Regions from separate parts of the Mus musculus genome. Here region 2 is linked to region 1. The links are chromatin contacts, called in public HiChIP or PLAC-seq maps. All regions are on one chromosome and are shown on one strand. Each heading gives the region's core, a stretch centred on a gene start, on an enhancer-like site or on the middle of the called end of the contact. The rest is flanking DNA. Distances are from core to core; before and after follow the strand shown.

Region 1 (4,924 bases), core at 1,818-4,317:
TATTGATATTTAATCTACTTGGAAGCTATATATTCGAACTTTTGGTTTTGCACAAATTGAAGTTCTGAGGGTTTTTTCCCCCTTCTTATTGATATTCAATTATTTTCAAGGAGAGGTGTGCAAAATATTGACTTCTGAAGCCATGTTAGTACTGCAGTGGAAAGTGCAGTCTGGGACTCACTGGAACACATATCTCAGATACACTATGTAGATCCCTGATATGAGATTAAAATGATGGGCTCAGAGATTCCAGATGGAGGCCCATAATCATCTCCACAGCCAGGGTGAGCAGAGTCTCAAAAATAGGATGAATGTAAGCGGTGGTGCTCGAAGGGAAACAGAAGTATCAGGATCCAGTGACTGCTCAGAAACCCAGACACCTCAGAGGGCAGTTTTCCAGATCAGACAATGATGCTCTGCTGGGCAAGAATCATGGAGCTATGCCAGCAAAAAGGAGATCTTGGAGCTGAGAGACATCTGCAATTGGTCTTTTACTATTTTGTGGGTTCATCTTTATTCCCCGCCCCTTATCCTCCCAGTTTCACCCCATATTACTAGATAGGAAAGAAAGAAGGATACAGGGAGGGAGGAAGAGAGAGAGAAAGAGAGAGAGAGAGAGAGAGAGAGAGAGAGAGAGAGAGAGAGAGAGAGATCGAGATCTGAATTTAATTTCTCCTTGTTTTTCCTTTGAGTATGACTACTGACAAATTGGAACCCCTCTCTGATCCACAGCCCAATCCCCAACAATCACCTATGCTGGCTGGCTCTGAGGGCTCTAGCATTTACATTACCTCTGAAACATTCCCAGAATTCCAAATATCACACAATCATAGAAACTACCTGAAGATGGCAAAACTATGCCTCTGCTAGATCACAAAGAAAATCATTGTCAGCTGCTTTGAAACAGTCCCTTGTCCCCACACCTGGGATTAAAACAACAATATAATCTTATGATGTTACTGTTTTTTTTTTTGTTTGTTTGTTTTTCTTTTAAATTTTTTATTAGTTATTTTATTTATTTACATTTCAAATGTTATCCCCCTTCTAGGTTTCCCTCTGTAAACTCCCTATCCCACTCCTTCCCCTGCTTCTGTGAGGGTGCTCCCCCCACCCACCCATGAAGTCCCCCTTCATAGCCCTAGCATCATCCTACACTGGGGCATCAAGTCTTCACAGGACCAAAGGCCTCCACTCCCATTGATGCCAGACAAGACCATCCTCTGCTACATATGCAGCTGGAGACATGGGTCTCTCCATGTGTATTCTTTGGTTGGTGGTTTAGTCACTGGGAGCTCTGGGGGGGTCTGGTTGTTTTATATTGTTGTTCTTATGGGGTTGCAAATCCCTTCAGCCCCTTCAGTCCTTTCCCTAACTCCTCCATTGGGGTCCCTGTATTCAGTCCAATGTTTGGTTGCAAGCATTTGCATCTGTATTTATCAGGCTCTGACAGAGCCTCTCAGGAAACAGTTATATCAGGCTCCTGTCAGCAAGTACTCCTTTGCATCAGCAGTAGTGTCTGGGTTTGGTGTCTGCATATGGGGTAGATCCCCAGGTGGGGCAGTCTCTGGATGGCCTTTCCTTTAGTCTTTGCTCCACTATTTGTCCCTGTATTTCCTTTAAACAGGAACAAAATCTGTGTTAATATTTTTGAGATAGGTGGGTGGCCCCATCCCTCAAACTGGGGCTATGCCTAACCATTGGATATGGTCTCTACAAGTTCCATCTCCCCTTTGTTGGGTAGTTTAGTTAATGCCATCCATGTTGGGTCCTGGGATCCTTTTGCTTTCCTAACATGTTGTGACTTTCTAGTGTCTATCCCCAGTTTTCCATTCTCCACTGCTACACACCTTTTTTCAACTTCCTCACCCTCTGTACTTCTCCCCATCTCCTCCCATACCTAATCCTGCCCCCCCTTTCCCTCTCCTTCCTCTCTCCCTCCCAAGTCCCTCTCTCCCTCCCTCTCCCCGGATAATTTTGTTCCCTCTTCTAAGTAGGACTGAAGTATCCAAATTTTGATTCCTTCTTGAGCTTCGTTTGGTCTCTGAGTTGTATACGAAACCAAAATTCCAGAATTGTCACTACAGAAATCTTCTCTTGCTCTCCAAGAGTGAGATCCAGCAGGCAGTCTATTAGTGGGAAGCTATCATACACCTGTTTGAATTAATACAGAGCTGATGCTCTGAGAAACTATATTTTGTTAAGAGTGAGCCATGGAGACTTCAAAAAGCTGATCTATGCCTGTGTCCATAATGAGTAAAATTTTTACTTTTTAATTTATCCCTCTAAGATACCAATCCTGCTCTGTGGTATCAAAATGTTCTATCGGCAAGCATCAATGTAACTGCTTGATGGTGCAACTTCCAAATTTTTATTATTATGTAAAATTTTTAACTTTATGAAACTTTTCAGGAAGATTATTTGAAGTGAAAGACAAGAGCAACTTAAGCAGGACAGATGTCTTAAGATTTTATTTCAAAACCCAAAGGAACACCAACCAACTCAAATATAAAATTCTAAAAGGTGTGTGCCCATTATTTAAGAGACCAAAACACTCCTAAAAAAAACAAAGCACTATAGCATAAAATTTAGAAGGTTCGAGAAGAAGGTCTGTAATTTCAATGTGACTCCCTAATAATAGTACTTTACAGGACAAGTTTACAGTTCCCTTTAGTGATGTGAAGGGAGCTCACAAGCAGTCTCCTAAGAGATGACATTGAATAGATTCATTTTACTGAGTTTGAGTGCTTTATTTTTATTCATATGTAACTTGTCTTTTTTCATAAAGAAATATAGTTGAAACAAAACATCATGGGGATGTAGGAACCATTATAGCATTGCAACAAAGCAGGGTGCCTAATGCAAAATGGTGGGAGAGACAGTGTGAGGCTGTGCAAATATACAGTATGAGCCCACATACCATGAGAAGCTAACAGGCGGGGAAAGAAAAGTGGTGGTGGGGTCAGAGCATTTATTCCTGCTTGATAGTGGCATTCCTGCACTGAGAAAGTGAAAGAGCAGCCCCCACACTTCCAGCATGAGTCAGTTTTATGTCTCAAGCTGATTATAAACCATTCAAAGGAGACAGCCTCCCACAGCTGACTTTAGCTGTGATTAGAATAGAGAGAGGATGGTGGTTTACTTGGGCCACATGGCCTTGAAAGCCTCAAAGCCTGATCATCTGGTAAACCTGAAGTTTCTCCAGGACACCCCCCACCCCAAAAAAAGTCGTCGCCAAGGAAGTTTTCACATATATATTGTGGAAGTGAGTTCACTAGTCAAGCCAGCTACATGGAAGTTAGCCATACTTAACAAGAGGCACACATGCAAACATTTTATGAGCTAGGAGGCTTCATATTAATTTAATACCTCCAGGGATCAACTTTTTCTCCTTGGTAAGAGAAATGAATAACAGGTACTGAACTTCGGTCGTGGTTTTCTATATGAATTCCCAGTTTACTCATAATTAGAATTTTTATCAAATAATGTAAATTCAGGACTTCTTATCTATAAGGGGAGATTCTTTCCAATTAATGACATAGTCCTTGATGACCACATTCTAAGCAGAGATGCTTTGTAATGGTTGTAATGGAAGGTTTGGGAAGAAAATCCTTTCTTCACTCACACTTGTCAATGTGGAAACCAAATCAAAAGAGCACACAACCCAAAAGTTATAGAGTGACATCTAAAAGGAGATTAAAAAATTTGGAGATGTGGCTCATGTATAGGAGTTGTGTGGCCTAATTTTTCACAGCATCTTTGCAGTGTGGCTTGCGATGGCAAACATTTTAAAAGTAAGCAGAATTATTAAGGCTCCAGAGAGGCTTAAGATCCCATACACACCACTAACTTCACAATTCTGATGTCTACACGAATACAGCATCACTGTTCATTTTCCCTAACCTTGGAGGTTATGGCAAAATTAAGCTTATTTTCCATGCAAAGTAAAATGCAACAATGGCCACTACTCCATTCCACCTCCCACCTAATGTAAAACAAATAAAGCATATAATTAATACAGGAAGGTAATCCAGGATCCACGTAAGTGGCACTACACATTTCTTAAATGTCCTTCAAACCAAAGGTTTATAATGAGTGAGACAAGAAATTATAATTCACTCTATCAAAAAATCTGAAGAGGGAGGGAATATTTTTGCTATGCACAAGCTGAATCAAGTTAATGAGGCATCTAACATTGCAAAAAGAACGTTGTCTATAAATAAATTCAGTCTGATTGGGATGTATTAGTTGTCTGATAATATTCTGTAGCCTACAGATGCTTTGGGTAGAATGTAGATTTCTCAGAGGAGGCCAGTGAAATTATTCTGGCAAAGTGTCAGGACATTTCCTATAAATGGCATCAAAATAAAATTTCTTTTTAAAATAAGACTTTTTAATTCACGATAATATTTTAAAAATAGCAGTTAGTTTAAGACAAAATATGTTCTTCAAACAAAAAGCAACCGACCTCAGAATGTATTTTCCTTAGTATGGGTTTTGCCATTGATCCCTCTCTCTTCAAGTACTGCTGAGGGGTAATTCACCTAGACTCTAGGGTTTAGAAGATGCTATGGCTAGAAACTGAGCTGTTCTTATTCTTGAACTAGATCCTATGCAGATGCTATGGCTAATGTTGATGAAAGGGCTGGAATGTTATTAATTTATTACTTAACACTTGGTGTTTTTCACCAGCTACCAGATACTTCTGTATAGTGATGTGAATGTAATTTTTCCAACAGATTAAAAGTTCATGTTAACAGAGCTTGTTTTTAATCTTTGTTTTTGTTTTTAAGTAAAGCCTAGGAATCTAGCTGCAGAATATATTTTAACTTGGCTATTTCTCCTGGCACTCTTATATTTACATAATTACCCACCTTATAACTTAGAAGATATGTCTCTTTAAAAATGTTTTGCATATATTTAGTAT
Region 2 (4,924 bases), core at 1,619-4,118, 500 kb after region 1:
TGTTTCACTTATAGAATATTTTGTTATTTCTCAAAGAAATATATGTATTCTAACTCTAAACATATAAATACATATTTCTAGTCACCAATACAAGACATATGTACATATTATAAGTAGATATGTACACATAAATACATCAATGGCACTAACTGCACATTTAACTTGCTGTAGTTCTTGCAAATCCCTAGCTTTGAGGTATCTATTTGAGATTTAGGACTTGGAAGGTAATACTTTATATCCAGGTGATTTCAACAACTGATGAATTAAGTCATTGGAAGAAATAAGAAATATCAAGACCTCCATTGTCTTCCAACATCTTCATTTCTGCAAATGTATTATGCATGAATGCAAGTAGTTCTTTACTTAATAGAAACATGTATTTTCAATTGTTTGAGAAATCTTAGTTGCTTGTTTCATATGTTGTTTGTACTATTACCAAATATTTGGATCTGTTAGACTTGATAAACACTCTCTTTATGATTGAAAAGCAGAAGAAAGTATCATGTATACAGAGAAAGTAAAGAATCAGGCCTACCTAAATTTTAATAATTTTGCTTCTTGACATTCTAAGAATTGCCTTTGTTCTATTCAATGCTAATTTTTATTGTACTGAGCTCTCAAAATTAGGCATCGCAGAACGAGTGTTTTATGTCTTTCTTCTTTTGACATTTTTGGAGAAAATGAAGATTGGAAATTAATTTCTACCTCTTTCCTTTCTATTCTTTTTTTGCCCATACTTTCTACCACATCCCCCAAGTAAGACCAAATATTGACTGACAGCTTGGAATTGCTAACCAAATCATCCCCTATCATATGTGTTCAATATGTTGGCTTTTCAAAAAACGTGGGATCCCAAATCTCTCATCTAATATCATTGCACAATAGACAGATTTTTTTAACCAGAGCAAATTCAAGTACGGGTTTCAGACCAGTCAAACCCAGGAGACAAGCAGGAGGCCTGTGCTTCCCCAGCCGTTCTGTCTGCATTAGCCACTCTTGCTCTGGCTCCATCGACCTGTCAGAGCCATCACAGTGATTGACTGCCCCGGCAGATGTGCTGCTATAACAGGTAACTTGATCATCCAGACCCATCTGTCTCTAAGTCCTCTTCAATTCACACTTTGAAAAATATTAGAGGTTGGGAGGGGTGGAATTCTTTGTTGTGATTTTTTTCTTTTAAAAAGTAGGCAATCTGTATTTCACAGAGAGGTTATCCTCCAGTAACTGAATGGGAATATAGTGCTTTTGAGTTCTTTATTGATATGAGCTTCTTCCAGGGTATATTACTATCAACATTTTAAATTGGCCAACAAGATCTGGGAGCTTTGAAAACCTGGTTTCCAAAACACAATCTAAAGTTAAGAAGCAAATTTTAAAGAACAACCGTGATAATAATAGAGTGATGTTTCAAAGATAAGTTTCCCGTATGAGTGAGACAGATGGGCTGGTTGTGTATAGAGAGGAAAGGAATCTCAAACAGCAAGAACAGCCCAGTGTCTTCTCTTCAGTACCTATAGCCTGGCAAATATTGTGACATCATTAAGTTGAATTGCCTATTTCAGATGGGTCTGGAATGAGAATGGGCGAGTCAAGTCAAGTGTCACTCTAATATACAGGGAATTAATGGTCCAGTGTCACAATTTCTGATAATTACGTTTTACCAAAATATTTTGCTGTGCTTGTGTGCAGAACATTTCACTCTACAAGTCAACACCAACAGTGCAACACTGGACAGGGCCTCTTCATAGCTTCTGTTAAGGGAGAATATGGTCTTGAGGAGATCAATCACTGACAGGTTTCTATTTCTCAGTAAAGTCTATTGCTGCCTAACCATCAAGGGATGAACATGGGTTGAGAATGACATCTAAGGAAAAGTACCATATCAAAGACATGGAGCACGGAAGACTGAAAGGCCACTGACAAGCAAGCGAGTGAACTGATTTTTCAAATAAAAGAAATAAATATACCAATTAGTCTCATAATGCTATTTGCAGAATCTAAAAACACAATGGAAGATAAAGATTAGATACAGAGAGTCTTTGTTTTTCAATGCTTTGGCTTGTTTCACAAGCTATCTACACTCAGACAAATTTATTTATTTATTTATGAAGTTGGGATATACCAGGACTCATTATTTTCCCAATTTCAAAATAATTTTGGAATAAATAAATTCCCCAAAGTTCTTTTTCATGGCCAAGTTATTTAAATGAGTTCTGTTCATAATTTGTCATTTTATTTACGGGCCAAATTCCATAATTTTTATGAAAATGAACAATATTTAGTCTTCACAAGTTTGGAAGAGATAGAATTCTCAGTTTTAATTTCTCAGTGAATATTCTTTCTCTTTTTCTGTGACCTCAGGGAGGTTCTATTTTGCCCTTGGTCACCCTTGAACGGTGGAGTGTGTAGTCATCATTTGTTTGGAATAAAGCTGTTGAATGTGGTGGAGTTTACTTGTTATTAATTGTGGCTGCTTCATTTTGTTTAACAAGGCACTCTGATTCTTCCACTGTCTACCTAAAGGGGAAAAGCTACATATTTGAAATGTAAATCTATCCAGAATTTAGTGGGCGTTGAGAACATGCTGGGACACTTGAAGGGACAACTGAGTCCTCATAGAAATTACTTTGAATGATGACTGTGGTGGCAAATGTTGACAATCATAGCCTGGGGTGGGGAGTGTTAAGACAGAATAACAGGTCAAAGCCAGGCTGGGCTATATAACATGATATCTTGCCTTAAAATCTTATTTCTAGCAAAATTTATCATTTTGAGATGAAAAAGTTAAAGGGGAAATGCTCAGTGTTCAGCAGTGTTCGCCTTGAAGATCGTACAGTTGCCTCTTTAAATGAAATGATTTTTTTCCTAGCCCTGCAGACTACAGGTTTCCCAAGCCACGGATTGTGGCATGCGAGTGTTCCCGATAAGGAATGAGGTTCTTTTTTAAAACTCTCAAATATTCATCTTCCACATCATGTAACTCACATTCTTAAAAAATGACTGAAGACTTTTCTTGTTTCCATGTGGTTCCTGCTTTCTAAATTCTGTTGCTTGTTTTCTCCTTGGAGTTCTAAATGTTGCTTTAACATCTTTAGGTGTGATATAGATAGATTTAGAGTGATGCAGTTAGCAAGTCTCTAGCTGTAGCTTTAAAATACATTTGAAAGCCTTCTTTTGGAAGAAAACAAGCACTCTCAGAGGAAAGTTACACTTTATTTTGGAAGCATCTCTTGCAACTTTTCTTCCCAAAGGTGTTGAATTTACTATGATTATTAACACGTGTAATTAATTCTATCTAAGCTTTTCCCTGTACAGTATGTCAATAGTAGTGTGTCCTTTGAACACCATGAATACTAAAAAATTTTTCAAGAGATATTTAGATCTATTTACTGAATCAAACACACTTGAGTGATTGAGACACCGTCTTTTTACATAATGCTTACACCATACAATGAGCTTGGGCACAGTTTGCCTCTAAGTTCTACTATGTAACCACAGTCCTGCATTCATCTCAACCCTGCTCTGGTGAATTTTTTCCCTCCAAATAATTATAACTGAAGAAAGAAATCAGCATACGCATAATTTTAGCAATTTATAACAGGAAAAGTGGCTTCTACTTATTTGAAGTTAAAGTTGTGTATTCAATTATTGTTAGCAAGCACTCCACCTACTGGCTCATATGCTGCCAAGCAAGCAATCCGTGATGCAAGGCAAGTCCCCAGTAGCAAAAGATACTTTCAGCTCTGTGGCATGAATAGAACTGCAGCTTCCTGATTCCCAGCCAGGGTCAGTGGTGAGTTGCCTTGCTGCTTGTCAGGGTTAGCAGAGTTCTTAATATTAGCACGGTGCGACTGACAAGTGAACTGTGAAGGAGCTGCTCAAGGGCAGCTCCCAGGGTAGGATGGTTCACTGGGAGATGGATTTTGTAATCATAACAACGGGAAACTACCCTACAGAGTGTCACACTGATATTTCTTTTCTTGATTCAGAGTCTATGTCATCCAGGCTGGCTTAGAATTTAAGATCCTCCTGCCTCAGCATCTCTAATTCAAAAATCACAGGCATGTACCAACATGTCCAGCTTCAAAATACTTTCTTTATAGTTATCTAGATAAAATATACATGTATACAAATATAGAGGCCAAGTGCCTTTGTATAAAACTGTTTTTAAATGAGATATTTAGTTTCACAGTGGGTGAGAATTATAGACTTGCATAGCAGTGTTTCCTTTCCACCAACATGCCATTTTGAATGATACAGTATTGCTGTAGCAATGGAGAAACATAAAGCTCAAAATTGTCTTTAACCATTGACCCCCAGCCTCATGAACTTTTTAGCTGAGCCGTTATCATAACGACAAATTATATGACAGACAAAGAGAAATTATTATTAGGTATTATAATGAAATCAAGAGAAATTGAACCAGCTTTGTCCCAAAATGTCAACATAAGTTATAAATCATCACCCTCTGCCCACCCCACCCACCAATGTCCATCTTGACATCTCTTTGGAAGGACAATTTACTGTGTAATTGTTACCTCTGTGCACATATTATGTTATGATTGAATGTAGCAATAAACATTAAAGCAATTAACGTGAAATAATGCAAGAGCAAGTCAAGGCTCGTGGGCTAGATATAAAGGCAAAGCATTGGGGATACTGAAAACAGTCCTGATGGGATATGAGCTGGAGATGATCTTCCCAATTCTGTCGCAGGGTGTTATATCGAGTAGAGCTGTAAAAAAAAAATGCTGAAAGGGGAATGTTTCACTCTAAGAAATGTTTCTTGGAGTCAGTCGTATTTTACCATCGGCTTCCCATCCTCTCCAGGATGAAGGAAGAACTATCATATGCTACTAATAGCAAAGGAAGGTCTCTTGACTCCTGAAAGTCTTGAAGTTTGTATTTAAACTGGAACACAATA

Evidence for each region. HiChIP or PLAC-seq counts read pairs in DNA pulled down with a chosen protein or histone mark.
Region 2: an H3K27ac HiChIP or PLAC-seq map of SST interneurons shows a contact between it and region 1, with 5 times the contacts expected there. The contact joins two enhancer-like sites. A contact is called at or near these places in 1 of 15 datasets of contacts at CTCF or cohesin (the NIH/3T3 cell line) and 2 of 115 datasets of contacts at active chromatin or transcription factors (SST interneurons and embryonic basal ganglia).

What each region holds. Positions count from the first base shown.
Region 1 is chr12:49,446,559-49,451,482 of GRCm38.p6, forward strand. No RefSeq gene overlaps it. Among named protein-coding and RNA genes, the nearest start is that of Gm34381, 3.8 kb to the right of the region's middle. Within about 2 kb of position 3,068, at least 12 of the 459 cell types and tissues checked have an H3K27ac peak or open chromatin away from gene starts, as enhancers often do. A contact at or near this core is called in SST interneurons, where this site is marked.
Region 2 is chr12:49,948,278-49,953,201 of GRCm38.p6, forward strand. No RefSeq gene overlaps it. Among named protein-coding and RNA genes, the nearest start is that of Gm40418, 170 kb to the right of the region's middle. Within about 2 kb of position 2,869, at least 22 of the 459 cell types and tissues checked have an H3K27ac peak or open chromatin away from gene starts, as enhancers often do. A contact at or near this core is called in SST interneurons, where this site is marked.